2 separate regions of the Rattus norvegicus genome follow, and region 2 is linked to region 1. A link is a contact called in public Hi-C data. All regions are on one chromosome and are shown on one strand. The core of a region is the stretch at or near the end of the contact, and the rest is flanking DNA. Distances in the headings are between cores, read along the strand shown. Region 1 has its middle 220 kb from the start of Peli2. Region 2 has its middle 100 kb from the start of Peli2.

The links. A called contact is a pair of places that touch in the nucleus more often than the background predicts.
Region 2: a contact with region 1 is called in a Hi-C map of Schwann cells, with 3 times the contacts expected there. The contact joins two enhancer-like sites. A contact is called at or near these places in 2 of 12 Hi-C or Micro-C datasets (Schwann cells and kidney).

Annotation. Positions count from the first base shown.
Region 1 is chr15:23,648,894-23,652,532 of GRCr8, forward strand. No RefSeq gene overlaps it. Among named protein-coding and RNA genes, the nearest start is that of Peli2, 220 kb to the right of the region's middle. Within about 2 kb of position 2,023, at least 2 of the 93 cell types and tissues checked have an H3K27ac peak or open chromatin away from gene starts, as enhancers often do. A contact at or near this core is called in Schwann cells, where this site is marked.
Region 2 is chr15:23,766,966-23,770,584 of GRCr8, forward strand. No RefSeq gene overlaps it. Among named protein-coding and RNA genes, the nearest start is that of Peli2, 100 kb to the right of the region's middle. Within about 2 kb of position 1,711, at least 10 of the 93 cell types and tissues checked have an H3K27ac peak or open chromatin away from gene starts, as enhancers often do. A contact at or near this core is called in Schwann cells, where this site is marked.

The sequences.
Region 1 (3,639 bases), core at 773-3,272:
TTGAGAGTCATTGAAAGGGCTAATTTCCTGCAGGGAGGCTAAGAGCGAGGGAGGATTAAATTGCAGGATGGCTATCTCTGTGTTATTTTAGAAGATCTGGAGGAAAAGCAGGTGCTATCAAGCCACCAAACTGCCGATTCAGCTCTTGGCCAGTTCTGTGCCTGACTCCAGGGCTGGGAGAACAGCTTTTAACACCTGCCTCTTTCTAGCAAGCTGCTCCTAGAAATGGCTCTCCTATCTGACAGGGCTGGAGGCTGAGTGTTACGGGTGCGAGAGAGTCACTGCTTTGTCACAGGAACAGAAAACAGGCTTTACTCGGCTCGCCACAAGACCCTGGTGGATGCCAACTGAGTTACTGCACTCCTCTCTGAAAAATTGCGCCCAATACCGGAGCCTTTGGGGGCTGTCCATAATGGGAAACTGTGGCAGAACTATAAAAACCGGCCTTCGGTTTAGCCTGGGGCGCAAGCCTGAGCGCTGACACCCCCCCCCCCACACTCCATCACTCATCTTTTTCTGGAGACTTCCAGACCTGGGAACGTGATGAATTCTCTCATGGATATTTCAAGCCTGCTGTTAGCTAGGCCTGAGCCTTGCCACAGAGCACCGGCCCCTCAACAACTCTTTCTTCCTTCCTTTCCTCACGTCCCCTCTCTCCCCTTTCTTTCCTCTTCCCCTCCCCCGATTTTCTTCTCTGTGTTCGCTACACTTTCCCTATCCCCTCTTCCCTCTTAGCTCCTCCTTCTTCTCTTCCCCCTCCCTTCTTTTCCTTTAGTTCTTTCTCCCACCCTCTCTTTCTCCCTCCTCCTCCCCACCCTCTTTACTTTTTGCTGTCTTATTTCCCTCCCTCTCCTCTCTTTCTCTCTCTTCCTCCCCCGCCCACTTTCCCACCTTCTAGTATTTCCCCCTCCCCTTTCTCCTTCTCTCTCCTTATAACTGTCTCTCCAATCCCCCCCTCCCTCCCTGCCACTCCTGGCAAGCAACTCCCTGGAAACCCTGTTGGGGAATTCTCTCCACTTTCAAGTGCTGCTCATTCTGCTTCTCATAAAGGTTTCAGAGGGAAGGTGAAGGATGGTCTGGCGGACGTTTACTCAGAGAGCAAATTTTCCGTTGTGTAAGCTACTTCTCAATTTAGTTGTGCTGCTGAAGGCTCAGAATCCCTCACTGACCACCTCAGTGTTGCTCAGATGTGACAGATGACACAGAAAACAGCAAACAGGGAGCCTAGGGAGGTGGCGCTGTCCTCTCATTAAGGCTCCTGAAGTGTATGGTAAACCAAGATGCTTGTGGGAGATTGGAGAATAATTCAGTAGTTTAAGGGTGTGACTTCCATAAAGGCACAAGGCATTGGGTTTGATGGACAGTTTAGTCTGCCAGGAAAAAAAAAATTCTTCTTCCTCAGTGGGAGAGGAGATACTTAAGGACTAAGACTCACTAGTAAGAACCACGTTTGTTTCAGTTCTTCTGCCTAAGGAAATATGATCACAGAGATTGATTACAGACCCCCAACAACAGGGGGAGCTAAGCCCATAACTGTTAATGCTCCAGCCTCCCCCTAACCCCCAGCCAGGGGATATCTCTTCCAGAATGCCTGCCTTGAAGAATTGTCATGATTTCTTTGTACCACTAGGCATCAAACATTCATTTCATGAACTACTAGGGTGTCAGTGAACAACATGGGAAAGTTCTCTGGGAGACAGCCCGGTTCAGGGAAGGTCTCCATGGTCCCAGGTCACCAATGAAAGCAACTCTTTGGCATATGTTATTTCCACACTTTTCTTGAAACCTGACCCATGACCATCCCTGTGCTGGAGACCTGGGGTTGAAAGCCCTCTCCCTCTCCCTCTCCCTCTCCCTCTCCCTCTCCTCTCCTCCTCAGACTTGTTTGCAAATCCATCCAGAGCCTGCCTTCTCTTGGAACCCTTCCCAGAGTCCCCATGTTAATGTGACATTCTTTCTGTGTTCTTCCCTCCCACCCTGGGCAGGTACTTCGTGCCCAACACTGTTCATCTGTCAGCCCTTTCCAGGTGACAAGCCTCTTGAGAACAGGGGCTCTGTTGTTCTCTTCTGTTGACTCAGCACCTGATTCTCTGTTAACCGTGCATAAATTTAGCTGAATGAATGAAACTAGTTTTCCTCCCTCAGAAAGATCTGTGGGAAAAAAACAAAAAACAAAACAAAACTAAACTATGAGCTATGGATTCATATGTTTCGCTCTGACAAAGCACTTATTAACATTCCTTGATCCAATTAAATGAAGACACCTCGACCAAGTCTCAGCTGCAAAGGAAAAGGCTAGGAAATTCTCTTGCTCTCATTAGCCGGGGGGGGCCTCCTCCGACTTGGAATAGCATCCTATTACACAAATAATTTACATGTAAGGGGAGAGTGTAAACAGCGTTCTGATTCATGAATATTAAGGGCATCTGCATGTCATTTAAATAAGGGAATGGGCGTCCTGGGAAAATTAGGAATAGAAAAGGCAACACCAAGCACAATGCATGGAAGGAGTAGGAAGAGCTCAAAGATGCTGTCTTATCTGCCGCCAGCCTCTAACCAACCCTCGGGGAGGCAGGGCGCTGTCTGGGTCAGTGGGCATTCCCATTCACAATAGAATATGATGAAGGAGGGAGAGAGAGCAGATGGAGGAGAGAGGCAGAGGTGGGGGTGGGGGTGGGGGTGGGGGAGACGGATAGCTTTTTATAAACACAGGTGCAACCTGTTTTTACACAGATATTCACGGGGTTTTCAGTTGCCGATTCCCAGGGCTAGACATTGTGGTCAAGCAGTTCAGGACTCTGTCCTCTGTGCTCACCTCTCTTCCCCTGGGACAAGGAGTCTATCTATCACATGCCTAGCTCACGTGGGAAGATTCTCTGGGTGATACCCGGAGATAGGGAAGGTGATCGCATGGTCTACGTGCTCCCGGGTTGTCCACAACGCAACTCCTTGCCAGACAGCACCTCCGTGCTTTCCTTGGCACATATCCTGGGACCCTACTCTACCTGTGGGCAGCAGTAGCATCTGTGGAGCCTAGAGAGCTCAGTGACCATGAGCTGTGGGGCTCCATTCCCCACTTTGGTCTTCTAGAGCCATTCAACAGTTCCCCTCCTTTCAACAATTTTGCATTTTTGTCTTCTTGACTCCAGGAATCCTCCCAGTAGCCTTTGACCTCTGGCTTGTGCTAAGTCCCCTCTGCACCGTGCAGAAGAGTTGCTGCTTTCCTGGTTAGGCACTGACTGCTGCCCACACCGACCGCTCCACCTGAGGCACAGCACGTCCATGTCTGGTTAAGGGCATGCAGCCCTCTCTTTGTTATAAGATCCACTAGAAAACATAATAATTGAAATAAAGTCAGTAGCTAGGAGAGAGGCATACCAAGCGTCATGACGGCTCAGCAGTAGTAGGTGGTTTCAAAACCAAAGAGCAATGTAGACAGTGTAACAACCGAAGGCTCCCGGGCCAGGCCATAGCCACCCCAGCTCTCTGCCTGTGGGGCCCCTATGAACTTCTTTGCCTCTACTTCAGCCTCTGGAAATTGAAAGGGCTCATTTGGACTAATTCTCAGTCAGAGCTTCAGCTAACAGAGTAAGAATATATGCCCTTGTGGAAAGTCTTCTTTGGACGGCAGTGGAGGAA
Region 2 (3,619 bases), core at 461-2,960, 120 kb after region 1:
CTAGGGTTTTCCATTGCTGTGAAGAGACACCATGACCCAAGCAACTCTTGCAAAGGCAAACATTTAATTGGGGCTGGCTTACAGTTTCAGAGGTTCAGTCAATTATCATCCTGGCAGGAAGCATGGCAGACATGCTGGAGAAGGATTTGAGAGGTCTACATCTTGACCAAACTGCACCCAAGAGGAAATGACTCTTCCACACTGGATGGAATTTCAAAGCCCACCCCACAGTGATGTAACACTTCCAACAAGACCACACCCACTCCAACAAGGCCACACCTCCTCCAACAAGTCCACACCCACTCCAACAAGACCACACTTCCTCCAACAAGACCACACCCACTCCAACAAGGCCACACCTACTCCAACAAGGCCACACCTCCTAATAGTGCCACTTCACACGGGCCACCACAGGGGAGGAGGGGCCTTAGCAAGCGCCAGGAGCACAGTCATTTCCCAAATGTTCAATGGCGGTGGTGACAACTACTAAGTACAAGTGTGACCACTGTTCACCAAGAGAAGCGTAGATACTGGAGAGAATCCAAGGCCCAAAGCACATCTCTAACCTTGGCAGTGAGAGTGGGAGCGTGGAGGCATGAGTTTCCGGTTTTCCCATAGGCATGTATTATAAAAATATATAAATCAGGGCGGGTGTCGTGGCACACATACCTTTAATCCCACCACTTGGGAGGCTGAAGCAGGAGAAGTGTGAGTTTGAGGCCATCCTGGGATACACAAGGTAAGCCTGCCTCAAGCAACAGCTGTCTAATAAAGTAAGCATTGCAGATTTCTAAACGTGGCTTTGTATAAATTGTTAAAGGTATACCGAGAAGAGAGTTGGTAGTCAGTAAAGCGCTTGTCGTGGTCACATAAGTACAGAGACCCAAGTTCATCTTCAGGGTCTATTTTTTAAAAAAGCCAGGTGTGCTAGCAAGACCTTATAATCCCAGTGATGTGGGATTATAGATGTGGGAGTAGACTGATACCTGGGGCTACTGTCCAGCCAGTCCAGCCCACAGTATCCTCCACGACTGCCTCAAGAGGAATCAAAAACTAAAAAGGTGATGGTGCCCAAGGAATGACACTCGAGGTTGTCATCTGGTCTCCGTACACACCTGCACACGTATACAAGGCGCAAGCACACTGAGATTCGCATCCAGTGGCACCATTCCTTGAGATGGCTCAGTAGACCTCTGCTGCACAAAAATGTGTTGTTCTGGAGCCCTTTGAAAATTGCTCTGTCCAGAGTGTGTGCATGGGTCAGCCTGGAGAGCAAAAGGCCCAGTTGTCCTAGTCACGGTGATGGCTGTGGACGGGGTCCTGAGCTTTCTGGCTCTCTCGGGTTGCGGGGTGAGGGTGGCTCTGCTCAGCCCGAAGCCACTTTCAGTGAGGGGGAATCTTTGCCTCTCAATCTGTGACCTGCTTGTTCAAAGCCCTCTCTTCTGCCAAGGAGATAGAAGGCATCTGGCCAATCTCTCTTGATTGCCACATGGTAAGCCTTAGCTCTCACAGCGGTTGCTTGGTCTGGAGTGATCCTGGACATTTGAAAGTGACATTGATATTTCCAACAAGCTGAGAAGACTTCCAGCCAAAGGTAAAAATTTACATTTCAATGGTCAGCAAGTTTTAGCGCATTTAAGAAACTGGCCTGGGCGCTCAGCGCTGTGCACAGGTTTTGTTAATCAATTTGGCAGGAGGCGTTGCATTCCTAGGTTAAGACTGAGAACAAAAAGGACCTGTTTTTCCCTGTGTAATGAATTGCTGAGAAATGACTTGGAAAGCCTCTAGCCAGCGAGCTCAATTCCCTGGGCCATGAATTAGATAAAGGACTTTTTTTTTATGAGCTCACGGAGGGAGACCTCTGAGGATTTATGTGGGTGAGGAGAGAATGTCCATACTGTGCCACCACCTCCTCCCAAGGGCCCACGCACAGTGCAGAAGCCCAGAGACCTCACAGGCCATTGCCAGGGCCAAGTAGAGCCACAGCAGGGATGGACTGGGCAGTATACATTACTAGTTGCTCCCACCTCAGAGCTACAGGGCACACGGAGCCCAGTAGGGCACTGAACCTGCCCTGTGCTGGGAGTCAGAGTTTCTAGGAGAACAGGACAGACTTCCTCACAACCCATCACCATCAAAGACATGTCCCTGTTTCTTCTCCCCAACATTAATTTAACTGGGAAGCCCCGAGCCTTCGGTGCCTCTAGAACTCTGGGATAAATATGGAGGATGTTTGAAGATGCTTTCACAGCAAGATCAGAATCCTTTGCACACACAGAACTCTAAGAATGACAGCTAAGGAACAGTGAAGAAGGCAGCAGACCTGACAGTCCTTTAACCAAGCTGTCCTAAGGATAAGGCTATCTATAGGCATGTGGAACTTTTCAACACAGTGATCTTTCCCCTCTTCCTAAGTGTTCTCTGGTACAAGAGACGTAGCCCATCTTTTTATGAGCAAACTGGATGACTTAGCCTTGATTACCAATGAGGCTGCATGCCTGCTGAGAGCCGTGAATGTCTGGATTGACTGGGCCTCGTGCTTACGGACTGCCTGGGTGTGCGTGTGCCCTTGGATTGTGCTTGGTGAAATGACCTGGCTCCCTCCAACTGCTTAGGCAGGAGGACAACCTGGTTGTGACATCTGTCAGTCCAATGATGGCCAAGACAGTCTGGCAACACCTACCTTGTTCCCCAACCCCCAAATGTTCCCCCCAAAAGACTAGCGTTCTCATGTGACTGGTGGGCCACGAAAAATACAAAGGATTTTCTGTAAACCTAAGCTATCTGGTACGAGGAAGAAATAAGCAAGTAACAGACAAGAGAGAGAAATGCAACAGGCAAGAGTGTTCTGTAGTATTGTCTCAGGTCACCCCAGTACAATAACTAAAAAAGATCAAAATCCTTTTCCTACCTGTGTGGGGATGTCCTTATTCAGATGACAAACATCTCCATCTTTGATATTCTATTATCTACCTGGCCAAAGCATAAAGAAAGCATACACTTAAGAATGCATGCTACTTTCTAAGAGCTAGAAGGGCAGATTAATACCAACAGGAGTTCTGGTAGATGAATCATAGAGGTGTGGCCCCGAAGCTGAGAGCTTAGAATCTTGCAGTCCACTGATTGACATTTGAACTGCCACCAGCCCCTGCCAGCCCCCTTTTCTTCCTTCCCTCCTTCCTTCCCTCCTTCCTCCCTTCCTTCCTTCCTTCCTTCCTTCCTATCCTTTTTATAAATATCTTTAATTAATTTTACATTCCAATCACTGCCCCCCTTCCTAGTGCCCCCTCACAGGTCACCCCCATCACCCCTCCACATAAACAAGAAGAGTGTTTCCTTTCTTCTTTTCATTCTAAGAATTTCCCCTTCACGTCTGATGCCTTTTACGAGAAAACTCAGCCATGTGTTTCTCTGCCATTGCTACCTCAGACACCAATGAGTCAGTAGCTCTACAGCCTTCCCTGGAATCTGGGATTCACCTGGCATCTGCTTTCCCTAGAACGAAGTCAAGGCCAACTGCCCAGTCTTTGCTTACTTGTAACATTATTGTCCTTGTTTCTTTATTTGTGCCCCACCCCACCCCAATTGCCCATAGGTGTGATGTTTTCCTTTAAATGCT